Regions from separate parts of the Gossypium hirsutum genome. Here region 2 is linked to region 1. Evidence: chromatin contacts called from public Hi-C data. All regions are on one chromosome and are shown on one strand. Each heading gives the region's core, a stretch centred on a gene start, on an enhancer-like site or on the middle of the called end of the contact. The rest is flanking DNA. Distances are from core to core; before and after follow the strand shown. Region 1 holds the start of LOC107946670 (cytochrome c oxidase subunit 6b-2). Region 2 overlaps LOC107904758 (a long non-coding RNA gene).

Region 1 (6,982 bases), core at 1,314-3,813:
AAATTTATGTAATATTTAAAATGATATACAATATACAATAAAATATTATAATAACAATGATATAATTACAAAGATGAATACAATAACGGTAAACAAGTCTCGATAAATAAGTAAAGCAATAAAACGGAAATGCATGATATAAAACAAACAAACATAACATAAAAATGTTTAAAAAATGAATTGAACAATGAAACTATATATATATATATATATAAAGGAAACAAATGATAAACAAATGGATAAATAAGTAAATGTTAGTAGTAAGAAAATACACGAATCAACAAATATTTATAAAGAAAATATTAACTTTACAAACTTTAATATGTATATAAAGCATATAGAATAATAAATAAATAAGTAAAATAGATATAAATAATGTTAAGTTTAAATATTTAAAAATGTGAAAAATAATAAAATATAACAATAATAATAACAATAATAAAATCTATAATACGATGAAAATATGAACATCACGAAAAGAAGATAAGGGCAAAGAAATAATTAAAGAAATAAAATAATAAAAATAAACAATTGAAATAAAAAAATAAAGGATAAAATTGGAATTTAAAATAAAGTTAAAGGCATAAATCGTAAAAGAGGAAGTGAACAAATAAATACGTAAATAATAAAAAATATAAAAGATTGAAAATAAATTACCGAGGAATAAATTAGAATCTAGAATGAAATTAATATATATATTTAAATGAAATACTAAATGAAATACTAAGATAAAGGAGCAAAAATATTAAAAAAATAAAAATTTGAAAAAAGATAAATTTAATTGGACAAATTTAAAAAAGAAGGGTTAAAATTAGGACTAAAATAAAACACGCGTAAGGGACAATGGACTAAATGGGGAATTTTTCTGCGTCCTTAAAACGGCACCATTCGTCCGAAGACCAAATTGAAATAAAAATAAAATTATGGGGTAAAATTAAAAGAAAAACAAAGTATAGGATTAAATTGAAATTGGTCAAAAAAGCGAAAATAACCCTTCCGCTAAAAAAAACGCTGATCCTAGCTCTCAGGTTGTGTTAAAACGACTCCGTTTTGGTGTCTGGGAAAATAGGCTAAAACGACGTCGTTTTGAAACCCCTATTTAAGTCAATTTTTTTTAAAAAAATTCATTTCACCCTTGTTTTTTTAAAAAAATCAAAAAAAGTTCACCCCTATTCTCTCAACCAGCCCCATTTTTGGCCATGGCTCCGGCCATTGGTCGCCACCCTGGCCACTGACCACCGGTGAAGGTGGCATCATCCGCAATGGCCATAAAAATTTAAAAAAAAAAAACCTGTTTACTCCTCTCAGTCCCCTGATTCCGGATTTGGGGTCCCTTTTTTAGAAAAAAATGGCCAGAGATGGCCAAAAAGAAAGGGAACCTTTCGATTCCAAAGGCTAAAATCGGGTATGTTTTTTCCTTTTTTATGTGTTACCTTTTTTGAAATGAAAACAAAAATAAAAAAGCAAAAAAAAAAAGATAAAAAGCTACCTTTGTATTCTTTTGATTGATTCTGTTTTTGAATCTTTTTGTATTTTTGCATTCAATTTATTGTGTGTTTTGATTTAATCTCTATAAAAAAAAGTTACATTTTGCTTGAGGCTTTTTTATAGCCAACTTGCAACTTGTTTACATTGCTACTTATTATTTCTTTTTTGCTTCTCTGCAGGTGCAATTGGGGCAGTGGAGCAAGGGTGGCAGAGGCAGTGTGACAGTGGCGGTGGTAGGCTAGGTAGACTTAGGTGTGCCGCACCTAGGGTTTTTTTTCTGAAAATTTTTAAGATTTTGGGCTAGTTTTTTTTAAGTTTTGGGCCATTCGGGTTTGGGGCATTTGGGCCTTGTAATTGGACTGTTTTTGTTTTTCTTTGTAATTTTTTTGATGTATTTTGGGTCTTATTGGGCCTTAGGTAAAATAGGCCTGTTATATTATCAAAAAACATAACTACATTTAATACGTGATTTTATTCATATATAAATAATTTTTTTAATATATATTCACTTGTAAAATTTAATAATAAAAACTTAATATTAACTTTTAGGTATTTAATTTTTCAATTTATTAGAAACCTAAATCAACATCAATGCGTGGATTTCACACTCAAATCAAACCTAGCAAAGATATTTATTTCTGTAAATTGTACTAAGAGGTCTCTCTATTGTAGGGATCTAATTAAATTAGTCCCTCTACTATTAAATAGATCAATTTAATCTATGTGTTATTAAAAAGAATCAAATAAGGCCAAATTGGAATAGAATTAGCATTTACCATTTAAAAAATAACATTTATTGTTTAACATAGTTAATATTTTTAAAGTTTTTATGGTTTTATAAATAAAATATGTTTTTAGAATTGAATTCCAATTGAGTAAAAAATACTTTTAAGACATATTTATACATAAAATGTTAACTTTATTACAATTTGGACTTATTTGATTATTTTAAATAGTATAGGGACTAAATTGATCTATTTAAGAATAGAGGAACTAATTTGATGTAGTCCTTATATTACAGTGATGTTCTAGGTATTTTAACCTATTTATTTCAGTATAGGTATTTATTTGATAACGTGGCGTGTTTTTATTGGTAATGGAACGAACCGGAGAGAAATAACTGGTCACTGTTTTTTAAGCCTATTTTAAAGTCGCCCATCAAAGATCAAAATCTGGTTTCGCTTCTTTGCTCGTTCATCGGATCAGTCATGGCAGACGCGGTAACCTTCTTCTTCTTTCTTTATTTTTTTCCCCGCTTCTCCGTCTATTTTCCAAAAAAATTCCAGAAACCAAAATTTGATTAACGATTCCCTTGATCGATCAAAAATTTATTCACTGTTTCGTAATATATTTAATTTAATATCGGTCACTTCTTTTGATTTTTCAATACTCTGTTATAAATTTTCTAGGTTTTATTTGTGAATGTTCTCATTCCTTGCCAATGCTTGAACAAGAAGTGGAATACTATGAATTGTAGAAGTCATTTGATATGAAGAATGTGAAAGTTTATTGCTTTAGGCAAAAAAAAGAAAAAGAAAAAAGAAGGTACTTTTAATGCGTATGTCCCATAAACTTTTAAGCTGAATGCTCTAGAAATTTGGTGCCTTAATGTAAGGGTTGTTTAAATCAAGGACTCAAACCCCATTGATGAGAATTGCGTTAGGTTCCGCATTCCTCGTAAAATTTGTTTATTGAATCAGAATATTACAGTCTTTCTATGTTTCACATTTTATGTCAGATTGTTGATCATTGTAGTCTAGCCGCTTGAATCTCTTTATCTATCATGAAGAGGGAATAATTTTAGGAAACCGGCGATTCGGCGTGAAGTTTTCTTGAATAACTAATTCACCGCTTAATATGAAACTAGGATATAATTTGAAAGGTGACTTGAATGGTCTCTACTTATTTCATACAGAAGCCTGTCTCTTGAAACCTCCATTTTGCCCCTTGTTCAGTGAATGATAAGATATAGAGTAAATCTAACTTATTATCAAAGTCAAACATCACCTTTTATTCATTATGAATTAATGTGTTGCAAACGTAAGAAATGTAGACACTGGTGATATCCAATTCTTCTAATTAGGGCAGCATATGTTAACCGTAAAAGTCTTAACTGTAGTAAGATTTATTGCATTAGAAACATAAATCCTGAATTAGTCAAAGAACACTGGATGACTGTAGTGGATTTATACCACTGAAAGTATTATCTAAAGGGAAATTAGAAATTAGATATTTAAAAGCAGAAAGTCAATGTCAACATAAGGTGTTTTTAGTTATAGTTGATATCTTTTTTTTTTATGTTGGAATGTATAGAAGGAAAATCAAATACTAGTTTGTCCACTTTTAACTTAATAAAGTTACTTTCATGTATTTTTTTGGTTTATCTATGGTTTAAGGAATTTGTGATGTTGGAAAGCTTTCCTTTCAGAGGCTGTTCTGGTATTATGGACCTTGTCTGTGAGGATTAATTGATGGTTTGGTGGGGAAATTCACAATTTTGTTCTGGAAGTGGTAGAGTTTTGATAAATGACTGTTCTTGGGTTTAAAGAGGTTAATCTGGGTCTAGTTGTAAATGTAAACAGTGAAACAAAATAACAAGAAAATGTCATATAGGCTTTTGACCTTAGGAATCATTCCAAATGTTGTGTTTATCTGACAATCAACAATATAGTAATGCTGGAAATTTTCCTATAGTAAGTTTACCATTCAATAAAAGAAGATTACATGTAGGATCCAAGCACGCCTGGTCCTGGTTAAATATGCTAAAATAAGAACTACCACTTCTAGTGCATTTAGGATTTTAACCGATGCTTGAGACTCTAATTAGGAAACTAACCGGTTAACAAATTAACAAACTTGATTAAAACAATAATACCTAAACTATAATAAAAACCCAACCACATAAGGGGAAGCCCAAAATAAGACTCTAAGATCTCGTCATCATACGCTTACCAATTTAAGTCTTGGGTATTACAAGCAGCCTTGAGACTCCTCATAATCAACTTTGGAGGCTGCTGCCATTATGTTCCGTCAACTTGTGAACCATGAATTAGATGACACTTTGATTCTGCAGTGAGGGTTTTCAGATGCCCTTTTGTCGGATTTTGGAACTGCAATTATCTTTTTTGTATGTTTCTCTTGGAAGCCTGTTGGCTGTGACTAATTCTTTATACATAGTCATGCCAATTGGCTTCTAATGTTATGAGTCTCTATATTTATTCTACTGTATAATTTCCTTGAAAGATTAATCTATAACCCCTGCCAATGGTTTCATGATTCTGGGCTGTCATAATTGGAAAATTTCACTTTGAACTGGTAACTGATTCACATCAAATTATCATCTATTAACTCTGATATTTCTTCCACACCATCTTTTGCATTGTATATTGTCCCAGATTGAACTGAAAACAGCCCCAGCTGACTTTCGTTTCCCTACAACAAATCAAACTAGACATTGTTTCACCCGCTACATTGAGTTTCATAGGTACACTGCTTGTAAAATTTCAGATTCTGCTTGTTATGGAACTATCAAATATTTTTTTTGCCCCCACGTCTTTCTTTTAACAATCTTAGAAGCAAATTGCAGGTGCTTGGCTGCAAAGGGTGAAGAGTCTAATCAATGTGAGAAATTTGCCAAATACTACCGTTCTCTTTGTCCTGGTGAATGGGTGAGTATACCTTGTTTTTCTTATCATCATAAGTAAACCAGAGTTTGCCTTTTTGCTTTTAGCTTGTAGTACCAAGCTCTGTCGTTCACAGGATAATATGCCTTCTATGCATCATGTCTTTGTTGATGAAGCTTGTTACATATTCAGTATTTGCAGATACCAACTGATTCATATACATATATGTTTATTTAAGGAAATAACTTAAGCTCTGACAGTAAGGGCATAAGTAAATTACAGGTGTTTTTATTGCTCACCAGGTGTGCCCTTTATTGTGTTTATGTTGGGAATATAAACTTCTGTTATTTTTTCCTTCTCACCATCAGAAGTGATGTAGCATATTAGCATCCTACAAGCTCTTCTATACGTCATATTGATAGGATTATCATTGAGTTTGCTGATGATGTTTATTACAAATATGAAAGAAGTGTCTACTTGAACATGTTATTAGTTTAGGAACAGCTTTGTAAATTTTGTCGAGATATTAGACAGATAAGATTACCTTTGATTTACATAGTATATAAAAAAAATGTTTATGACCTGTTATCTACTATCATATCCTAAAGAGTAAAGCTTCATTGAAGGACTTTTGAACTCGTATATATTCCTAGGCAATCGTTGTCCACATTTAGAGACAGATAGGATGATCAAACTTGTACGTGATTTACGTGGACTAGATTGAAGGACTTTTGATCTCATATACATTCCTAGGCACTGGAGTTATTAATGCTGTAATCTGTTACCTCATGTGTGCTCTCTCTTATTGGTGGGCTGTAATTACGATCCCAGTCTTCACTATTTACATTCTACACATTTTATCATTATTGTGATTCTTCTTTAATAACTCCAGTGCTTGTATCCAGAGTTACTTGTAAAGGAAGTGGAATTTAGATAACTTAAGCGGTTGTATTAAACTGATGTTTCCCATTTTAACATCCTGGATGTTACTGAAATTGATGCAGATTGACAAGTGGAATGAACAGAGGGAGAATGGTACTTTCCCGGGTCCTCTGTGACTGTGATCACATATTGGAAAGGAGGTGAAGCATTGCTTCTTTGGCATGGAAAACTTGTCTGTAGCTAGTTTCAATGGTTATTCTTGAACATTTCGAATTAATAAGCTACAAATGGAAATTTGTGGCCGATGAGTTGTTAAAAAACTGGAATATGCTCTGATGTTTTAATTCATGAACCTGCTTTTTTCAGCAGATTGTTTCATCTTCATTTACATTTTAGTGGTGTGGTATTACTTTCATGAATTTTTAGTAAGTTCTTTTTCTTTCTTGGCAAGGTTTGCCCATATACTGCTCACAGGCTAGGAAAATGATTTATATTTGCATTAAGGGTGGCTTTGGAAAGCCATTAAAGTATAATTGCTTTCAATTACATGCAGCATGTCAAGCATGTAAAGGCAATCATTATAATTAGTGTATCTTGATAAATTGAATGTAATTAGAGCACTTCAATTTTTATGGGAGTGTTGAGAATTGGGATAATTGTGTTTCATTGAAGCATTTAAATTAAGAATTAAGATACCATCACATGGCCTGATGGTCAAGGGTGTTTATTATTCTAGATGTGGTCTGGGTTTGAGTCGCGATAGTTGTGTTTATTGCTCTGGTTTTGCTCAATTATTGTAATTTACCCCAAAAAAAAGTAAAGTATTTACCCCCCAAAAAAAGCAAAGTATTTACACGAGTAATTATAAACATGTATTTTATATGAGCTTAAGCAATTACTTTTTAATATAATATTTTAATTTTAAGACAATTTTTTTAATTTAAAAATGTGGTTCTTATATTTAAATAAATTTATATGAAAAGTATTTA
Region 2 (6,982 bases), core at 3,014-5,513, 200 kb after region 1:
CATAGTTTCCTATAAAAGGTTTTAATTTCAGCATGTAAAGTAAAATTATTAGGATCCAAGCTAGTTTCATGTAATAGTTTATAGGGACTCGTAACGGAGAATTCCCCTGTCAACTCCCCTCTCCATACTTGAAAATCCTCGTGTGTTGTCTCTGCTAGTGAAATCTCTAAGATTTTTTTTTCTATATCCATTCAAAAGGTATTCCTTACGACCTTTGTTTTCCAGCTTCTATTATTGGCTTCTATTAGATCCGACACTAACTTGATATTTTCAATGTTATCTTGATACGGTACTCTATCTTCTTCGTTTCTTGATATCCACAAATCATCCCAAACAGATATTTGATCACCTCTCCCAACCCTCTTGCATAAGCCTTTCTCCAAAAGCCCTCTCGCGGCCCAAACACTCTTCCAGGTGAGCGAAGGTAAATTTTCTAACCGAGCTTTGTAGAAATTTGAATTAGGATAATATTTTGCCTTCAAAACGTGAGCTAATATTGAATTTGGATAATTAACAAGACGCCATCCTTGCTTTGCTAATAACGCAATATTAAACTTCGCAAGATCTCGAAAACCAAGGCCACCTTCTTCTTTTAATAAGCATAGATCTTTCCAAGCACACCAATGAATACATTTCCTATTACGACCCTTTTGCCACCAGAATTTGGCTATTATCCCCTCCAGTTCAGAACATAGAACCTTAGGAAGTAAAAAGCAAGACATCGTATAAGTTGGGATAGATTGGAGTATAGCTTTGATAAAAACTTCCTTCCCTCCCTGGGAGGGATATTTTATACTCCAATTGTCAATTCATTATTTAAATTTATCCATCAAATTTTGAAAAACGACCGCTTCCTTCTACCCACCATATTGGGAACTCCTGGATATCGTTCCGGATCAGTTGATTTTCTTACTCCAAGAATCTGTGAAACTACAACCTTTTCCTTTTCTTATGTATTGGTACTGAAGAAAACAGACGATTTATCATAATTGACACATTGGCCTGAACTCATATCATACTCATTCAAGATTTGTTTTAGAGAATGTGCTTCCCTTTCAGTAGTTTCTGCAAATAAGATACAGTCATCGGCAAAGAGTAGATGAGAGATGGCTGGCCCACTTCGACTAGCTTTAACTCCTTTAAGGATGTTTCTTGCTTTTGCAAGCCTCATTAGACTTGAGAGCCCTTCCCCACAAAATAAAAATAAAAACGGACTTAAAGGGTCTCCTTGTCTAAGGCCTCTAGATAGAAGAAAAGTTTCTCCTATATTTCCATTTAAAACTATAGAATATGATACCATAGACACACATTTCATTAACAAATCAACCCATCCTGGATCAAATCCCATTTTCTTCATTACCCCTCCACAAAATTCCATTCAACCCTATCATTGGCCTTACTTATGTCCAGTTTCACAGCCATAAGCCCTTTTTTCCCTCTCTGTTTGTGTTTTAAAGTGTGCAGAATTTCATATGCTAGTAGCACATTATAGAAAATCAGCCTCCCTGGAACAAAAGCACTTTGTGCTGAATCGATACATTTATGAATCACTACCCGAAGCGATTAGCAATGACCTTAGCTATCAATTTATAAAGCACATTGCATAAACTAATTGGTCTAAATTGTGAAATACTGGAAGGATTCGTAATTTTTGAGATTAACATAATATTTTACTTTACAAAAATTTATATAATTTTAATTACAATTAAATAGTGTAAAATTTCAAAATTATGAATATGGAATAAGATTTTTACTTTACAAAAATGAAAATAAATATTTAATAGATAATTCTTTTAGTATAAATATATATTTAATGAATTTTTAATAATTTATTTTTTAAATTTTGTACATATAGAAAAAAAAAACTTTTCTATGACATAGTTCCAGTATTTTAATTTATTTTTCTTATAACTTTAAAGTATATTTTTTAAATATAATATGAAGGTTAAATAAACTAATGTAATTTTAAAACTTTAAATAATAAATATTTTTAATTATTGGCAATTTAAATTTATTTTGATCATTAAATTAAATTTCTTTTTAATTATTTTAAATTGTTTCAAAATTGTACCTATTTCTTTTATATTTAATAAATAATAGCTTATTATTAAAATTTTAAAAGCAAATAATCATAAATTATTAGTCACTTTTGTTTACCTCAGGCTACATTTTAGTTAATTACGTTATCGCATTGTAATATTTTAGTCACTTGCGTTATCGTATTTTAACATTTTAGTCACTGAATTTTTAATGGTGTAACGGTAAGCTAATGTGGCACGTTAAATCATCATTTTAAACAAAAATTTTAGGTTAATTTATACAATCGGTCCCTGTATTTTTTCGTTTTAAGCAATTTACTTTTTTATTTTATGTGCTTTTAACTTTCTTTCTTTTTTTCTTTATTTTCCATTCTTTTCTATTTCTCCATCTATTTTCCTTCATTCTCCATTTCTTTTAACGTAGTTTTTCTATGTTTTCCATTTGTTAAAACTAGTCCCCTATACTTTTAGTTTTTTGAACAATTTAATTTTTTGAGTGAGACAAGTTTGCGAACTAGTTTTAACAAATGAAAAACATAGAAAAACTACATTAAATGAAATGGAGAAGGGAGGAAAATAGAGGGAGAAGCAAAAGAGAATGGAAAATGAAGAAAAAAAAAGAAAGTTAAAAGAACATAAAAGAAAAAAATTTAAATTGCTCAAAATGAACAAAATATAGTGACCAATTGTAGAATTTAACCAAAAATTTTCATTTGAAATGATAATTTAACATGCCACGTAAGCATACTGTTATACTGTTAATGGTAATTAACGACTCAGTGACTAAAATGTTACAACACAATAACGTAAGTGACTAAAACATAACATTTCAAACAAAAATAACTAAAATGCAACCCGAGGCAAATAAAAATGACAATTTTGGTAGTTTAACCTTTTATTTATATGGTTATTTATATATATATTTCTTTTTTATTATTAAGTTATATTTAAATATGTTGGTATACTTAAATTAAGATTTAATAATATTTATAATGTCTTTTTGTTGTATTAAAATTTATTAATAATAATATTAAATTATAAGATAATTATTTTATTATTTATTAATATTTTAAGTAATTAAAATTTTTGTGTATATATTAAATAAATAAAATGCATCCCATGGGTAACAAGCTAATATAATAGTATATTATAGTAAAAGCCTTTGATAGAATCCTATAATGATGACAAAAACTCTTATAGGTATATTTTACTAAATTAATTAAAATAATGAAGGTTAACATTTACTTATTATTATTTTTGTTTACCTTATCTCTGAAAAAAAAAGTAATAAAATTTTAATTCCATAATTGATATATGGAATAATTTTTTCGCCAAATTTTCATTTATGAATATTGAACTTTTAAAATGCTTTTATGGAGAAGATATTCACCTTTAAATTTCCATAATCTATAATTTGCTTAAGATTTATATTTTGATCTATATGTATAGGTTTAATATCAATGTATATTAATTTTAGTACAATATAAAAATTACTTTAATATTACATATATTTTTTAATATATTATTTGTCAAATACTTTAGTTTAATTTCTTACTTATATTATTTTTAAACCGCTTAATTTTAAAAATAATAATATGAATTAATTTAATATATTTTAATTATTAAATACAATAAATTTTATTTAATATTTTAGTTATAGTGTAAAGGCTAAATTAATTATTAACCATTGAGTTAATGCACCATACTATCATTTTGTTAAGGGGTAATGAAAATTAATGGATGAGTGAAAAAATATAATAATATAATAATACTGGTGACCATTATATATATAACTTTTGAATATTGGTTAACCCAAATATAATCTTAACTTTAATCAAGTGACCATTTCAATAATTTACCATTTAAAATTATAAAAGAAGAAGAAGAAGATAGATTTGCCCAACTATATAAAAGAGTCAAGCTGTGACATCATCATCATTTTTAAAATATATATATAAGCTGAGTTTTTGACGAAATTTGGAAAAATTGTTGGCCAAATGACTAAAACTATATATTTAGAAAAGTAAATAAAAATAAAAATATCAATTTATAATAAAAAAAGTAAAATAAAAAGGTTCTCTAAAAAATTTGACCCACTGAAAATTGCTACAAATTTTAGGCCATGGAACAAAATGAATGTACCTGATAATGATTGTTGCTTCTAATCTTAAGTAAGAATACGTAGGACTTTCGTGAGTGGGCGTTGTGGCTTGGTCCCTTATAAATCTATTCATGGACTGGGTAGGGTTATTTATGGATCGGCTAAGATGTTTATCTTACTAGGTCTAAACTAATATTTACATAATAAAGTAGATTTTTTTTTAATTTTTCATCCATTTTAAACTTATGTATAATATTTATTATAGAATTTATCTTTTAATTTTTTTTTGTTTCAAACAGGCAAAACAATCTATCCGAACCCAGCCCATGTTTGGTCTCAATAAAGTCTAAAAAAGAAAAAAAGATCTTTAAACAGTTGGGTGTATCCTACTCAATGTTCAATGCGAGAGAAAGAGATCATACTTTCCAAGAGTTCAATACAATAAGAGGGTAAATTGAAGGGTTGCAATGACGAATGAAGATGATGGAACAACACGAGGATGCTTAGAACACAAATAGAAGGCAAAATGTCAATAAGCACGAAGCTGAGGAAATTTCCCAAGCATCACACCTCCATAGGTGTAATAATGTTTCTCCACTTCCATTTCCACGGCAAGATAATATGAACGATTTAAAGAAGAAGAAGAAGTCGATTTGCTTTGTAGATACAGTATTCCATCCATATTTGATGTGCTATTTTGGAATACGATATGCCCACTAAACTTGATTTTAATTATTGAAATCCAAAGCCCATAAAATATTTCATATGTTGGAATTAATCATGTTTTGGGATAGTCTTTGGTTTGGGCCTGATACGTTTATTGAACTCGTTCTATCAATTTTGCAATTTTATTTTCATTGTTTTGGGTTTTATGGCCCATTAATTTAAAGTTTTATAATTATCTATTCTATTGTTATTTTTTGTTTTATTTTTTATTTAAAATACAAAATACATATAACAAATACAAAAATTGAAAGATAAAAAAAAAAAACTAAGAGTGCACATAGGTCATGTGTCCTTGCAATCTCGCTCAACCCTTAGCAATGTTATTCAAAGTATCATAATAGTGCACAACTCTACCACCTCTTATTGGTGTTAGGTGTTTTGATTTTAATCGAGCTAACTGCACAGTCTTAAGTTGAGAATTCACTTCAAATTGCTTGAGTCAAACTGAACATTTAATTTGAGAATCCTAAAGAATGTTCAATGACACTGAAGCTAAAAAGCTACTAAGGCGAAAGAGTGAAGAAAAATAAGAGCACTCAACAAAGCTAGAGTAAATTGTCTTAGTGTATCAAATAAGTTAATAATGAATGGCACAAATGATGTTGGGGGAGACCTTTATTTATAGTTGAGTCCACTTTAAATCAATAATAGAAATTAAATTACATCAATGAATTAAAATATATAGACTCTTTATCATCTTCATATTTAGAATTCAAATAACCTAGTAAATTACAAGTTACGAGAGTGTTTATGGAGTCACTAAGCTTTAAATAGACGGGCTAGAAAATATTCCAATATTAGGCTAGTCCTGATAAGTCAAAATACGCCCAAATTTACCTATAAGTACAACTTAGGTCAGTGGTGCATGCCTCAGTTATGGGCTTTTGTACGAGAGTAGTGGCATTCTTTTCTAGCTGTTCTAGTGACACCCTTATGGTATATACAAAATGGGACTAGTATATCTTATCTTAGAACTATCATAATGCCTCAACTGGTTCCCAATTGGCCTCGTTGTCAAGTAGTCCCTTCTAGTGGACAAGGTACTCATGCCTTTGCTTGTACTTTTATTGTCATACAATTAGATAAGCCGAAATACATTGAGCATCTTAGTCATAGGAGACCTTCACTCCTAATGGTACATTGAGCATCTTGGTCATAGGAGACCTTCACTCCTAATGGCAACGTTGCAACTTTCCTTAGTATGGATCCTTCTGAATGTTTCTTTTTCATGTTTGATTATTCTTTATGGTCCTCACGGATTTTCACTTAGGCATAACATTGAACGAGGGTCAATCCAATTCAATAGAGCTACACTCAATTCAATAATCAACCAAACAATTGTAAATATATGCAGATCTTGTAGATTGAGTACTTAACTGATTAACCTCAGGCAAGACCTAACCACAATAAGCGTTTAGTACATTATGGAATTAAGGAGATAAATATAAAAGATAGAAAGCATCAACTCAATATAAACAAGAAATGTAAGTTAGATAATTGAACCATAAAGATAATCCAAATCTCAAATAGCATTCAAGTTGTAATGACCATATTCTAGTCAGTGTCAGGAACTTCGATTTTGGGCCAAATTTTTAAATTGTGTTAACACCCCTAAAACCACTATGCTATATAAGTAGTACTAAATTGAAAATGTGCATAGTGGATTTCTCGATTAAATGAAATAAAGCATGTCAATGATAGTAGAGAAGGTTGATGGATGCTTAAAGAAGTTGAAACAATTAGTGTGTTAAGACATATTAATTCGAGGTATGGACTAAATTATAAAAAAGTGAAAAGTAAAGGGTCAAATTATAAATATTCAAAACTTGAAGGAAAAATAAAAAGTATGAAAAAGTTGAAGGACCAAAGTTGTAATTATACAAAAATTTGGAATGGCTTAATTATAAATATTAAAGATTTTTAAAGGCAAAATTGTCATTTTACAAGTGAGATAACTTTCGAGTAAAATTACCAAAACATCCTTGGACATGTGTATTGAATTGAGTCATTGGATTTGCTTAGTAATTAAGGATTTAATACGGGCCATTAGATCAAAGATAAATATCTTTATTATAATTATTAATTTATGAAATGTTAGGTCAATATGAGCACTTGT

The links. Hi-C and Micro-C count contacts between places; a contact is called where the count stands out from the background.
Region 2: a Hi-C map of leaf shows a contact between it and region 1, with 2.2 times the contacts expected there. The contact joins the enhancer-like site here to the promoter of LOC107946670 in region 1. A contact is called at or near these places in 16 of 34 Hi-C or Micro-C datasets (anther, callus, hypocotyl and 2 more).

What each region holds. Positions count from the first base shown.
Region 1 is chrA08:46,970,317-46,977,298 of Gossypium_hirsutum_v2.1, forward strand. LOC107946670 (cytochrome c oxidase subunit 6b-2) reads left to right here and starts at 2,564. Exons shown (of 4, transcript XM_016881094.2): 1 at 2,564-2,708; 2 at 4,884-4,972; 3 at 5,075-5,156; 4 at 6,116-6,408. The coding sequence starts at 2,697. The coding sequence ends at 6,169. It overlaps LOC107946677 (a long non-coding RNA gene), which reads left to right. Exons shown (of 3, transcript XR_005899742.1): 2 at 1-1,405; 3 at 1,668-1,990.
Region 2 is chrA08:47,163,803-47,170,784 of Gossypium_hirsutum_v2.1, forward strand. LOC107904758 (a long non-coding RNA gene) reads left to right here. Exons shown (of 4, transcript XR_001686329.2): 3 at 1-424; 4 at 4,440-5,043. Among protein-coding and RNA genes, the nearest start is that of LOC107904758, 4.6 kb to the left of the region's middle. Within about 2 kb of position 4,264, at least 1 of the 9 cell types and tissues checked has an H3K27ac peak or open chromatin away from gene starts, as enhancers often do. A contact at or near this core is called in leaf, where this site is marked.